Regions from separate parts of the Ovis aries genome. Here region 2 is linked to region 1. The links are chromatin contacts, called in public Hi-C maps. All regions are on one chromosome and are shown on one strand. Each heading gives the region's core, a stretch centred on a gene start, on an enhancer-like site or on the middle of the called end of the contact. The rest is flanking DNA. Distances are from core to core; before and after follow the strand shown.

Region 1 (6,498 bases), core at 1,406-3,905:
TATGAGCTGGTACACGGAACTGCCTTCACCCAGCAAGGAGACAAACAGGCATAAGGGCAGGTGCTGAAGAGACTTACTTCAAACCCATTAGAGACCTGCCGCGTGGATGCATCTCAGAGCAAACTCCCTCATAACAGGAACAAGGAAACACATGCCCTTCCAGGACTTACATGCTTGGATGCTTTTTTTTCCCGTTTCTACACAAAGAAACATTCAGAGTGAAGTTTTCAACAAACTTGCCTATAGGGAAAAAGTTCTGGAGCCTTACATCACCTGAAATGCTCCAACTGTCATTTGTCAAGAAACCATGATTTGCAAACAACCTTCTAACCTCCCGTTACACCTCCCATGACAAACAAAATCCACATAACCACTGCTATTTTAAAAGGCCTTCAAAAATACAAGTGATCCCCCCCTACAAAATTCTCTAGTCTTAGACACAAACAGGAACATGTTGCTTTAACCAGGAAGCAGCATTTTTCCAACAATAGATCTTTTTGAGGAAGGACATCCTTTTTTTCAAAAATAGATGTTATTTGAAAGCAGCGAAAAGTCATAAAACTGCTATAGCCCTGTAGACAGGAACAATGATGGACAGACAGGAATGCAGTATTCCATGAAAAAGACTTTTTTTCGCCCCAAATATAATCCAGTGTTCTTGCCTGGAGAGACGGGGACGGGGGAGCCTGGTGGGCTGCCATCTCTGGGGTCGCACAGAGTCGGACACGACTGAAGTGACTTAGCAGCTTAGCATAAACCATGTTATCAAACTCAAGAGTATTCTTTTAAGTCAGAGGTACTCAACCTTTTGGTCAGTAGGGTCCAGTTTCGTGGAAGACAATTTTTCCACAGACTGGGGCAGGGGGGAGGAATGGTTTGGGGGGTGGCAGTGGATATGGTTCAGCCAGTAATGAGAATGATGGGGAGCAGCAGATGAAGCCTCACACACTTTGCCCACAGCTCACCTCCTGCTGTGCAGCCTGGTTCTTAAAATCTGACCCCGGGGTTGGGGATCCCTGCTGTAGGTCACTGAAAAGAATGACTGCTCACAACCTAAGGAATTCTCTTGCTCAGAGTCTGTAAACACAACCCAGGGCCAACATGAAGAAGTAGGGAAAGCTTTCCACATCGTGGGCGCCTTCTCTGGTACCTCCTAAGAGACTCACACAGGAGGGAATCAGCCTCAGAGCAAACTTAAGATTCACCAGGAATTAGGTTTTAACTCCCCTTGTTTACCAGCATGAGGACTGGCTAAGCAGTAAGGGTGTATTTAACATGACCTTTGAAGAGCTGAGAGAGGAGACATCCCTCACCTTTCCTGTCCGTCTCCTCCACAGATGCTCTGCAAATGGAGTGGGCGGGAGGGGGAGGAGGTTTGCTACACTCTACTAGGAGAAACAACATATCCTTCTCCTTTAAAGTAAGTTCTTATTTCATATATGAAGCTGCATATTTGAATCAGAATCACAAGCCAGGTACAACCTTGCAGTTAGTTATAAGATCAATTTAAGAGGCAAAGTTGATTCCTTTAAAAATACTGCATCTCAATCATCACAGAAACTAAGGCCAAGACCACGCTAGAGCTCAAGGCCCACACGGTGAACCACCCTGCCAGCTTCTCGGGACCGGAGACTGCAGTGCTGACCCACCGCTCTCTGTTGCCAAGACAACAAGGTACTGCATCCTTCCAGCCTTAGACCACTAGCAAGGAATTACAGTTCTGTCCTGCACAATAATGACAAGGAGGTTAAAAGCCAAACTATCCAAGGCTCAAGCTCCCGGTCACAGCCAGGAGGTGGAGGACCGAAGTTGGGGGAACATCTGCTGGCTTTGCTGTGTCTACCCACACCAAGGTAAGCTTAAAAGTTTTACCTAGCAGAAGCCACGGTTCTCTAACTAAAACATTTTAAAACCACCCTTGGGAGGTAATGGAAAGAACACGCACTCTGGCGTCCTCCTCCCCATTGCTGCGAAGGCCTGCAACCCTGGATGTGTTACTGAGACACTATTTGCATACCAGCATATAGATCATCTGGAGGAAGGTATGACAACCACTCCAGTATCCTCGCCTAGAGAATCCCATGGACAGAGGAGCCTAGGAGGCTACAGTCCATGGGGTTGCGAAGAGTCGGACAGGACTGGAGTGACTGGGCCCACACGCATGCATGACTCTTCTTCTTGACTGGGTCATGTGACTAAAAGACACATAGTTTCATAATGACACACGGCACATACAGACCCTTGGGGAGCAGGGCAGCTGGTTTCATGACCTGTGAGATTTGCAGAAAGGCAGGCACACAGTAACATCGAGAATGACAAACTTTTAAATACTACCAAAATTTATATACTTTAGAATTTGTATATATCAATGCATGCTCTTCATATGTTTATCTGGCCAAAAAATAAGTCAAATGAATTTTTTATAAAACATGCAAAGGGCCCCTGGATGACCATCTGCATCAATCCAGCTTTTATACCACGGATGGTACAAAGGGAGCTGACCAGCCTCAGAGCACAGACCTGCCTGCGCTTTTCAGGCCTGTCACCACCTGCTCCCAAAGCCCCTCAGGCTGGCTTCCCAGTAAAGCCTCCACCGATAGTCTTTGCACCCCTCCCATACAGATAGCTGGCAGTGTACGGCCCACCCTGACACAGAGTCCCTTGAACACACTGGTCCTCCCTCACCCCTGGGTAAGTGTCCTACAACTCTACCCACCGGCGGCAGGGACTGCTTCGTGAGCCACCCACATGGGCCCCCAAGTGAGATCTGTGCAGCCACTTTATATTTCACCTTCTCCATCAGAGAAGAAACACCTCAAAGTCACTGTTTTACATGTTGTTCTAATCTTTGCATCTAGCAACAGGCTGTGCTGCAAAGAAGGAATAGGCCCACACTCCTGCAGAGCCGATGGTATCTACAACCTACACACATGGTGAGCTCGACCCGGGGAGTACATAGTGAGCGCGACCCGGGAGTAACCGAGACAAAGGGCAGGGGGAACGCTGTTCTCAGCCCCAGTATCCAGACAAGCTGAGGCAATTCTCCATATGGCCACCAGGGGGCAGAGAGGACTAGCAGTCCTTCAAGGGCTTACACACCGAAGTAGGAGATGGATCTTTACATCATCCCTTAGGGTTGTGCAGAGACCACGACCATCCTTTCTCCTCTGTCCCTAAAGAGAGGGCATGGGGGATGGGAGACAGGTCCACCAGCACTCTTGATAAAATCATTTCATTTCTATCATCCCCAGAAGGAAAAAGTCATATTTTAAACCTCTACTCCACCCCCACCCCTCACAACTTGGTAAAGCACCAGAGCCTTTAAAACAAAAATATTCCATACTGTGATAACTGCTGTCATCACATACTTCAGGGAAATGTTACAGAAAAATCCATGGTGGACTGTTATGATTTTGAGTAAAACTTTTTTTGACTGTGTTATAATCAGTTTTTTGGACTTCCCTGGTGGCTCAGACGGTAAAGCGTCTGCCTGCAATGCGGGAGACCTGGGTTCGATCCCTGGGTCAGGAAGATCCCCTGGAGAAGGAAATGGCAACCCACTCCAGTACTCTTGCCTGGAAAATCCCATGGACGGATGATCCTGGTAGGCTACAGTTCATAGGGTCGCAAAGAGTCGGACACAACTGAGTGACTTCACTTTCACTTAATCAGTTTATTAATTGTGTACAGTATTGTAAAATACTTGTAAAATATCAATAGGAGAAAGTGTGAGAGGATATATGAGAACTCTTTGTACCAGCCTCTCAACTTTTCTGTAAACCTAAAACTGCTCTAAAAATAAAGTACTTTTAATTAATTTTTATTGGAGTATAGTTGATTTATAAGGTTGTGTTAGTTTCTGCTATATGGCAAAGTGATTCAGTAAACTTTGTTCTTAAACAGCAATTTCAACCTAAATCTTATGAAGGCTGTTTCTGAGTTTACTATAACTTACACCCAAAAGGAAGACCATGCCCCAGAGCTGCGATTTCATTCAAATTCACAAGTCAAAAACGCAGGAAAATCTGTGATTATATTCCAGTCATCTACAGCTCAGTCTGGAAGCATTACTTCAGCCCTGGACTCTCGAGCAACTGCATCTTTTTAAGACAGCAGATAAGGAATTCTAGAAGTAAACGATACTGATTTAAGTTATTGTGTTTGTCCAAAACTACCTTAAGGGTTCCTTAGAGCTTTAAAAAAAACAGAGTTTTTGAATAGTTCCTAAACTTCAGACAGAAGTAATTCTAAGGCAATTACCTTTTGAATTAACCATGAAAATTACAAAAGAGACCTCAGAGTTAGGCAGAGCACACCCTTGCCCCATGCCTCCTGCGCTTCCAGGTGGCAGGGAGCCTAAGTGTCACATTCCAGGGGAGATGAACTGAAGAAGGCAGAAAAGTACTTCCTAAATTCTAAGAAGCAGTGGAAGTACCACATCATCCTCAAAGTTTATCTCTTATTGAAGAAAACGTAAGAGTTAAATGATTCAGAAGCAACCGCCACCCTACGGTAGGTTTTATGCTTCTAAAGGAGAAGTGTTAGGTTTAGCAAGTTAGATACCCATCACACGCTGCGTCCATTGCCCTGTCCCAGGGGAAAACAGCCATGGAAGCAAGTATTGTTTCTGAGGATTAAAATTTCTCACTGTGTGTGTGTGTGTGTGTGTGTGTGTGTGTGTGTGTGTGTGTCACTCAGTCGTGTCCAATTCTTTGTGATCATACAGACTGTAGCTCACCAGGCTCCTCTGGCCATGGGATTCTCCAGGCAAGAATACCAGAGTGGGTTGCCATTCCCTTCTCCAGGAAATCTTCCAAACCCAGGGATCAAACCCAGGTCTCCTGAATTGCAGGTGGATTCTTTACCATCTGAGCCACCAGGAAAGCCCAAAATTCCTCATTAGAAAAATCAACAATTGTAACTAAAAACTCATCCTGGGGACAGATAAGAAAAATATCAAGTGGCTAAATCACAGAGTCAGTATGAGCTTCAGAGATGATATCTCCCCTTCAGAACAATGCCCATGACCAAGCCGACAGCTCCCCAGAATTCACATCTCTCAGGCAGCGAGAATAAACATCAAAACAGATCTTTTGAAGTAACTCTCTCATTTTAATCTCTCAGACTGCCAACTACGTAGTCAAATGTTAACTGCCCATGTATAGAGATTAACACACTAGAAAATGATTTGCCATGAACTGAATGCCAGCCTGGCTTTTGTTCTCTGTGAATAGGTGAGCAGGTAGTGAATGAGCACATTTTAAGTTACCATTTCAAATTCTGATTAAGTACAACTGAAAAGGTAAATCAGCTGTACACACACATGCACACAATGCCCCCAACTCATAGAAAATGATTCCTGGACCATCTTCCATTTCTTTTTTTTAAAAAAAGGAGCTACAGATGCCCCCTGGGCCCAGTTCTCCTCTAAGGACACAGTTAAAACCTTGGGCCCGGGATGGCACTCTTTCCCAGGGATGGTCTGGCTCTGATTAAGCCCTGCAGAAGCCGAGCTGGTGTTGGGTGGGGCGAGCTGGTGTTGGGTTGGGGGGGGGGTGGGGGGGGACAGCCCACTGAAAACCTGGCAACAGGGGCCAGAGCTGCAGAACCACCCTCAGGACACCTCCAGGTCCAAAGACAACCTAACTGCAGACGACCAGGCCAATGTCAGCATCCCCACTGCGGCGGGTTCACACAGTCCTGGGAAAACAAAAGCCAAGCGGAACAGGTCACCGAGGACACACAGGCTCTCCGCAGAAAGGAAGCGCTTCCGAATGAAAGCAGGTTTTAAATATAGAAAACCTCATTGCTGCCATTTTTCTAGGACAAAAGACAAAAATAATTGGACATCTGTTTTTCCCATCTTGAATGTTTTACCGAGGAGTCAACCACCAAGAGTATTACTTATTCTCAAACTTCTCTGTTTCTCAAGAGGACAGGACAAGCACATAAAAACATTCTGCGGACACAGTTAAAGCTTTCCAACTCTGTTCATCAGAAATGAACTAAATGCTCAAGGCATGTTAGGTGCCGTTCAAAACTGATCTCTTTCAGATCTGTCCATATGAGATGAAGTGGCTGGGCGAGGGTAAGTTTAACCATCCCATCAGATGAACACTAGGGGCGGGGGGCCGGGGGTGGGGCACAGTTACAAAAAAGGAAGTGCATTACTAGACTGCAGAGAAGACATAAGGACTAGTAAACATACATATAAAATACTGATAATGGAGTGCTCCTTTAGAAAGAACCACAGTCGTAATTTCTGAAGCATCCTGCCTCTCGATGATGTTTCAAACTCTCCTTGGACACTAACGTCTAACATCTTTATCTTACATCTGTCCTACCTCCCACACCTGTACAGGGGGTACCACCCACCCCTGACAGCTTAAATCTGCAGATGTGTCCACTTGATCTGTATGATGGGCTCTATCACATTCAAAATTAAGTAGCATAAATCAAGAGACCTTTGGCCATCACAACAGCAATGCATGCTTGCTC
Region 2 (6,501 bases), core at 108-2,607, 74 kb after region 1:
GAACTTTCCGGTGACAGTGTGAACTGAATTTTCCTTGTAAAATTTATCACCCATCTTCCACACGTTTGGTAAATATGCGCACTCTAGCTACACTCCCCAGATGTGACGGCTACATCAGAAAAAAAAAAAAAATGAAAAACGATACCAGGTGCCATTCCTGGGCCTTGCCCAAAAGGCAGCCGGTGGAAGAGTCTATTTTATCCTCTTTTCCCCGCATTAAATAACAACCGTCAACGGCAGAGAAGGAGAGCATTTGGATGTGAACAGATGGCATCCAACACCTAACAAGCGAAGCCACTCTTTCAAGCACTAGATCCTAAATGTCTGATGGTCCCAAGGATCAGGAGGGCTTATTTGTCTTAAGAAGGTTGGCAGCAGGATCCCCTGGAGTCACCATCCCAACGCATGCGTCATTATCCAGTCAGCAACTACAAGCAAAAAAAAATCAAACCACCACACTTTTATACATCTCCCCCTTTCTAGTCCAACTAGAGACGACCAGATCCAACACCATCAGCAATTCCTCCACTTAAAGCCAGAGAAAAATAAGCCTGAAGGTAAACGAAACGTATAAAGGTTAACAAACTTACCTAATTTTGACAAGGTTGTGCAACACCAGAAGAATCCGCAGGGTGCCCTTCCCGGGGGCGGGGGAGGAGGTGGGGATTAGTATTTGAACATGCCTGATCTGCAATTCTGTCTGAGTAACCTAGCTATCCAACTTTCTTCCTCCCTTCCTTGGAAAGCGACATCCTTTCCCCCCCAAAAAAAGCAAAACAGTAAATATACAAACATCTCAACGTTTCACTTTAGAAGGCCACCGCGAATTTGTCTTTCGCAGAGCCCTCTAAGTTTCCTCAACACCTCTGCAAACACCCAAGAACTCTGAAGGCAGAAGGGGCCATAGGCTCGCGGAGGAAGGAAGCACTGAGACCGGTGGGACAAGAAGGACGGCCGAGGGGAGGTCACCCCCGCTGACTCGCAGGCCCAGCGAGCGGCTGGGAAGCCGGGACGCTCGGGAAAGACCTCTCTGCCCCGCCGGACAATCGCGGGAGCAGGACAGTACCGAGAGGGCAGCGAAAACAAGAAGACCCAAGAGAGGGGAAAATAACGCCAGGACGACCCGATGAAGCCACTGGAAGTTGGGGACCTAATGGGAGGCGCGGGTGCGCGGGGCAAACGGCGTCGGGAGGCGTGGGGACTGGGAGGGCGCCGCCGACACGGGTCTCACCTGGGGGGTCCTTTCGGCCGGGTTCTTCATCACCGCCTGGCGGAAGCTGTTATCCACGTAGGACGCCATCTCCCCCCGCGGCCCGGGCCGGGGCCGCTCCGCGCCCTCGGCCGCCTCCTCCCGGCCCAGCGCCGCCGCCGCTGCCGCCGCCTCCGCCCTGCGCGCTCCGCCCGCCCGCCTCCGGCCAACCAGCCAAACCGCGGCGGCGGCCGGGCGGCGGGGCCCCGGGCGCGCGGCGGGGCGGGGGGCGTGAGGCCCGAGGGTCCCCGAGGCGCCCGGCAGCCGGGAGCTCCTGCTTCCTCCGCCTCCTCCGCCTCCTCTGCGCCGCGCGGTCGGGAAGGCTCCCTCCGGGCCCTGGATCGACACGCCTCCCCGGCTCCTCTCGGGGCCGGCGGCGGCTCCTCCCGGCCCTCCCGGGCCTGAGTTATTTTTAGGGAGTTCGAGCCGCGGTGAGGGGGGAGGCCGGGGCGCGCGGGCCTCCCGCTCCTCCGGGCGCAGGGCCGCCCCCTCCTCTCGGGGTCTCCGGAAGGCACTCCGGCTCCGCGGCCGCCGTCTGAGGACTGTCTCAGGTCCGGGCGCTCCGGAGCTGAATCGCCTCGGTCTCCGGCTCCGCCGCGCCGGAGCTCTGTCTACTGAGCTCCGCCGAGCCCCCCGGCTGCCGCTGCATCCCCTCGGGCCGCCCCGCCGCCGCCGCCGCCCCGGCAGCCGCCGTGCGCTCCGCCGCCGCCGCCTCCCCCCATTGGCGCGCGCGGAGCGGCCAGAGCGCCCCCGGCTGCGCCCTCGGCCGCCTGACTCTCGGCAACTTTGTTCCCGGTCTGAGGGCGCGGAGGGAAGGGGCCGTGGGCAGCCGGGTCCGGACTCCCGGCGGCGGGCGTCGCGCGCAGCCCCCCGGAGAGTGTTTGGGCAGCGGCGACTCCCCTCCTCTTCCCCGCCTCTTCCTCCTCCTGCGCCTCCGCGCCGCCCCGCGGCTCCTTAGGGAGGAAGCGGCCTCCGGGGCCGGTCGCTTTGTGCTGCAACCATGGTGAAGAGTGAGTGACGGGTCTGCGGCCAGTGGGCTCGCGCCGCGTCGGCGGGGGCCGGGCGTCCTGCGCCCGGGCCCGCCCCCGAGCCCCCAGCCTGTAGGCCCGCCGGCCGCGCCCTCGCCGGCGAGCGGCACCTTCGGCGGCCCAGGTGAGCCGGGTGGCCCGGCGGCCCGGGCTGGCAGCGCCCTGGCGGGGCTGGCGGGGGCCCCGCTCCACCTGGCCTCGGGGAGGCGACGAGTCTCAGCGCCGGGGCGGAAGGCGCAGACTCCCCTCTCCCCACTCCCCACCCCTTCCCCGGCTTACGCCGCGCCCCCTACCCACATCCCACTCAGAATCCCGGGGGATCTGCAGCGTCCCCTCGCCCCTCCGTACTCCCCCTGCCGCCAGGTCTCGGCCGCCGGGGCTGAAAGTTGACCTGGAACAGAAGTCCGGCCGCAGCTTGGGCCGCCCTGGGCAGTCGTTTTGAACCCAGGGGGTGGGCTCCGGGTCGCTGCAGAGGCAATCAGTCCTCTAGGGGTTTATTAGGTGTATTTGTGACTTGCTTCAGGGAAAGCGTTCTGCCTCGGTGCTCAGCAGGCACCTGACACTTCAGTGACCGCGAAACTAAGGAGGTGGAAACGTGCGGGTTCAACACTGGACTAAACACCGCCTCTAGACGGGCAAACACTCCCGATTTAAAGGTGATCAGCCTTTTGCGCGAGACTCAGACAGCAGATCCTGTGACATAAGCAGAAACCCTTGCAGGTGTGCTTGGCATGAGGCAGAGTAAACCTCCAGACCCGGCACCCAAGTCGGACTTACTTGGTTCAGAAAACTTGGTTCAGAAACACTAGGACAGAGCCCTTTACGATGTCACTGTGCCTGCTGTGTTCCGCCCCCACCCCAGGGCCAGGTCGAGAAGTGTAAGGGCAGCCAACCAGCGGCCACAGTTCTGGAGTTCTGGTCCTAGGGTTTTATTTTTACCTGCCTCCCTTTCGCTCACCCTCAATAAGTTCATGTTTTGCTGTCTGTATGGAGGCCATATTCAGAAAAGGATTGTTATTTGCACTACCTACTACGGTGGACTTTCCTCCCATTTTCAAACATACTGTTTCAACATCTAGTTTATTTTAAACAGTTGGAATAGGTTATGAACATTTTAAGTTCCTGAAGTCATCTGCATGGCATTAAACAGATTGTGCATCTTCCAAGAGAAGAAACCGTCCTGGCCCAACCTTCTGAAACTGAATCTGAGTTACAAATTGTATCTCTAGATCTTTGTATCTCTAGATATTACCCATGCCCCAACTGCTTCCCCATATTTCTCTCAAACTCCTCACTTGAGGGCCAGCATCAGATTCTTTATGACATAGACTACCACATTGAATAAGTGTCATTACCACTCTGTGAAGAGAGAAAAGAAGAAAAATCAAGTCCAATGAAGTGAGAAAACTTACCTGACATCTCCATCTGGTGCCCAGTAGATGTCTCAGAATTAACATGTGCAAACCAGGCTCCAGATCTCTGACCCCAAACATGCCCCACCCACAGCCTTCCCCATTCCAGCCAACAGCCATCTACACCAGTCACCCAGTGCCCAGGTGAAAAACCTTGGCATCTTTCTTGACTCTTTCTCTTACACCCTACAAATTTCAGTAAACCTGTCAGCTCAACCTTCAAAGTACTGTATCTGGAATCTAACCTCTACCCACTGTCTTGACTTCCATGACCTTGGTCCACGCCAGCATCATCTTTGGCCTAAACTTGGCAATAACCACCTACCTGGCCTTCCTCTTTTTGCCCATTGCCTCCAACATGTATAGTGAATCTGTTCATTCCAGTTCAACTTACTCTTCTGCCAGGCTCCTCTGCCCCTGGAATTCTCCAGGCAGGAATACTGGAGTGGGTAGCCATTCCCTTCTTCAGGGGATCTTCTCAACCCAGGGATTGAACCCAGAACTCCTGCATTGCAGGCACATTCCTTATGATCTGACCCACCAGGGAAGCCCTACTCTTTTGCCAGAAAAGAAAGAAAAGTTCATTAGTTATCCATCACATTTACAGTAAAAGCCAAGGTCCTTATTTATTATGGCCTAAATGACCTACAGAGTGGTCCTCCCCAACTTGTCTCTCTGACTCCTCCCTGACTTCTCTCTCTGACTCATCCCCTACAACTCAACCCCCTACTCATTTTCCAGCTACATTGGCCTCCATGCCACTTCCAGAACTCGCAGTCTCATGGCCTTTCCCTTTGCAGTTCCTCTGCCACCTGCATTAGTGACCGGCTTCCCTAGGCCACCAAAAAATAAAACAAAGCCTGGAATGATGTTCTCTCGGCTCCTCCTTTGTATCTTTATTCAAATGTGATTTTCCCTCTGTCTCCACATGCCCCTCTTCCTCTCCCTTGCTTTCCTTACCAACATCTGACATGCTACGTATTTTACTTACTTGATTTATTTCTTGTTTGTTTCCCTCCATAATGATGTAAGCTTCTGAAGATCAATGATATTTGTTCCTTTTGTTCACCCAACATGAGGTAAATTAATGAATAACTATAATATCACCTTATACGTGTAGCAGACTGTTACATACATTATCTCACTTGTGCCCCTGATGGAGGAGGAGAGGCTAAGAGAGAAGCAACCTCTCTGAGCCTGTTTGCTGCTCTTTAAAAATGGGATAAAAATTGCATGCCCTGAAGATTTGCAAGGATCCAATAGAATCCATTCAAAGTGCCTTGCAGAGTGCTTGAACCATGCTGTGTGCTCAGCACAGTAGTTAATAATATTTTTAAGATCATTCTCATCCTCCCAACCCTTTGAGGTTAGTGGAACAGTTACTACCATCCTGTTTACAGATGAGGAAACTAAGACTAAAATAGGCTAAGTGACTTGCCCTAGTTCTAGGCCTGCCTTGAAGTTTGGAGCGGTCAGGGGCAAGCTAATATAGACCTCATCATAAATTCTTAAAGCTAAAAATTAAATGGAACACAATGCATCACGGACTTCTGGCTTGAAACTCACACCTCATTTTCCTCCCACCTCAGCTCCATTACCTTCTACCCAAAGACTCATGCACTCAAAAACATCCCAGCCTGTACATCCAAACAACATCATACCCCTCACAAAACCGTCCCCTTGGTGATTTCTCCAGCTGTTTTCCAGAGTTGGATGTTGCTGCTGCTGCTGCTAAGTCGCTTCAGTCGTGTCCGACTCTGTGCGACCCCATAGACGGCAGCCCACCAGACTCCTCCCTCCTTGGGATTCTCCAGGCAAGAACACTGGAGTGGGTAGCCATTTCCTTCTCCAATGCATGAAAGCGGAAAGTGAAAGTGAAGTTACGCACCCATGTCTGACTCTTAGCGACCCCGTTGACTGCAGCCTACCAGGCTCCTCCGTCCATGGGATTTTCCAGGCAAGAGTACTGGAGTGGGGTGCCATTGCCTTCTCCCAGAGTTGGATGATCAGGCCTGAAAGTGGCAGGCCAGCAAGTTCCAGGGCCCAGGGTGTTCTGAGAGCATGGAATTCCTTGTCCCACGGGGAGGGTGAAGCCGGAGCAGAGCCCCAAAGTCCAGGCAGTGGGCAGGAACCCACTCACCCAGACTGCACACCCAGAAAGTTGTGAGTTACAGTTGCAAACCCAGTTTTGTTTTGCTTTTTTCTGAGTGCTCTACTGTAATACAGAATCACCCCCAATGACCTCAAGTGAGGTTTAATAGTGTGTCTTATCCACCAACAAAATTACTAACTCACTGTCAACCTCTAAGCTATCATTTAATTTCAATTAAAGTTAATTCCCCACTATTTAGAATCTACTTATCTAAGTATGTCAATAATGCTTATCGCCCTTCAGCATCTAGGACACCTAATACTTAGCATGAACTGCTTTTTTATTAACATTTGAGCTCCAACAGTATGCAGCGTATACCATAAGTGACAAAATCAGACACCAACTTGCCAGTTTGCCAATTAGTCTAAACCAAACTGTCAGTCACCATAATCCAAGTAAGCCATCTATTAGGCCGCCTCATAAAGGCATGTTAAAGACATGTTTAAGGCATGTTCTGTCATATTATCTAGGAAGTCATTAAGGGATAAATAGAACATTGAGTTTTAACTCTAGAAATACATTTCAAGTTCTGGTCTTAATACTATTCTACCTGTAACTTCAAAAAGCCTCAGTGATTACAACAGTAAATTCTAATACATCTCTAAATACATTATGTAAGGTAGGTGTTTAAAGTGAGTAAAATAACTTTCTAAAATTCGT

Evidence for each region. A called contact is a pair of places that touch in the nucleus more often than the background predicts.
Region 2: a Hi-C map of liver shows a contact between it and region 1, with 3 times the contacts expected there. The contact joins the promoter of RAPGEF2 here to the enhancer-like site in region 1. A contact is called at or near these places in 5 of 16 Hi-C or Micro-C datasets (hypothalamus, liver, muscle and 2 more).

Annotation. Positions count from the first base shown.
Region 1 is chr17:40,056,731-40,063,228 of ARS-UI_Ramb_v3.0, forward strand. The region is part of intron 1 of RAPGEF2 (Rap guanine nucleotide exchange factor 2); the gene reads right to left. Among named protein-coding and RNA genes, the nearest start is that of RAPGEF2, 74 kb to the right of the region's middle. Within about 2 kb of position 2,656, at least 8 of the 54 cell types and tissues checked have an H3K27ac peak or open chromatin away from gene starts, as enhancers often do. A contact at or near this core is called in hypothalamus and liver, where this site is marked.
Region 2 is chr17:40,132,332-40,138,832 of ARS-UI_Ramb_v3.0, forward strand. It overlaps RAPGEF2 (Rap guanine nucleotide exchange factor 2), which reads right to left and starts at 1,358. Exons shown (of 30, transcript XM_060400663.1): 1 at 1,232-1,358. The coding sequence starts at 1,300.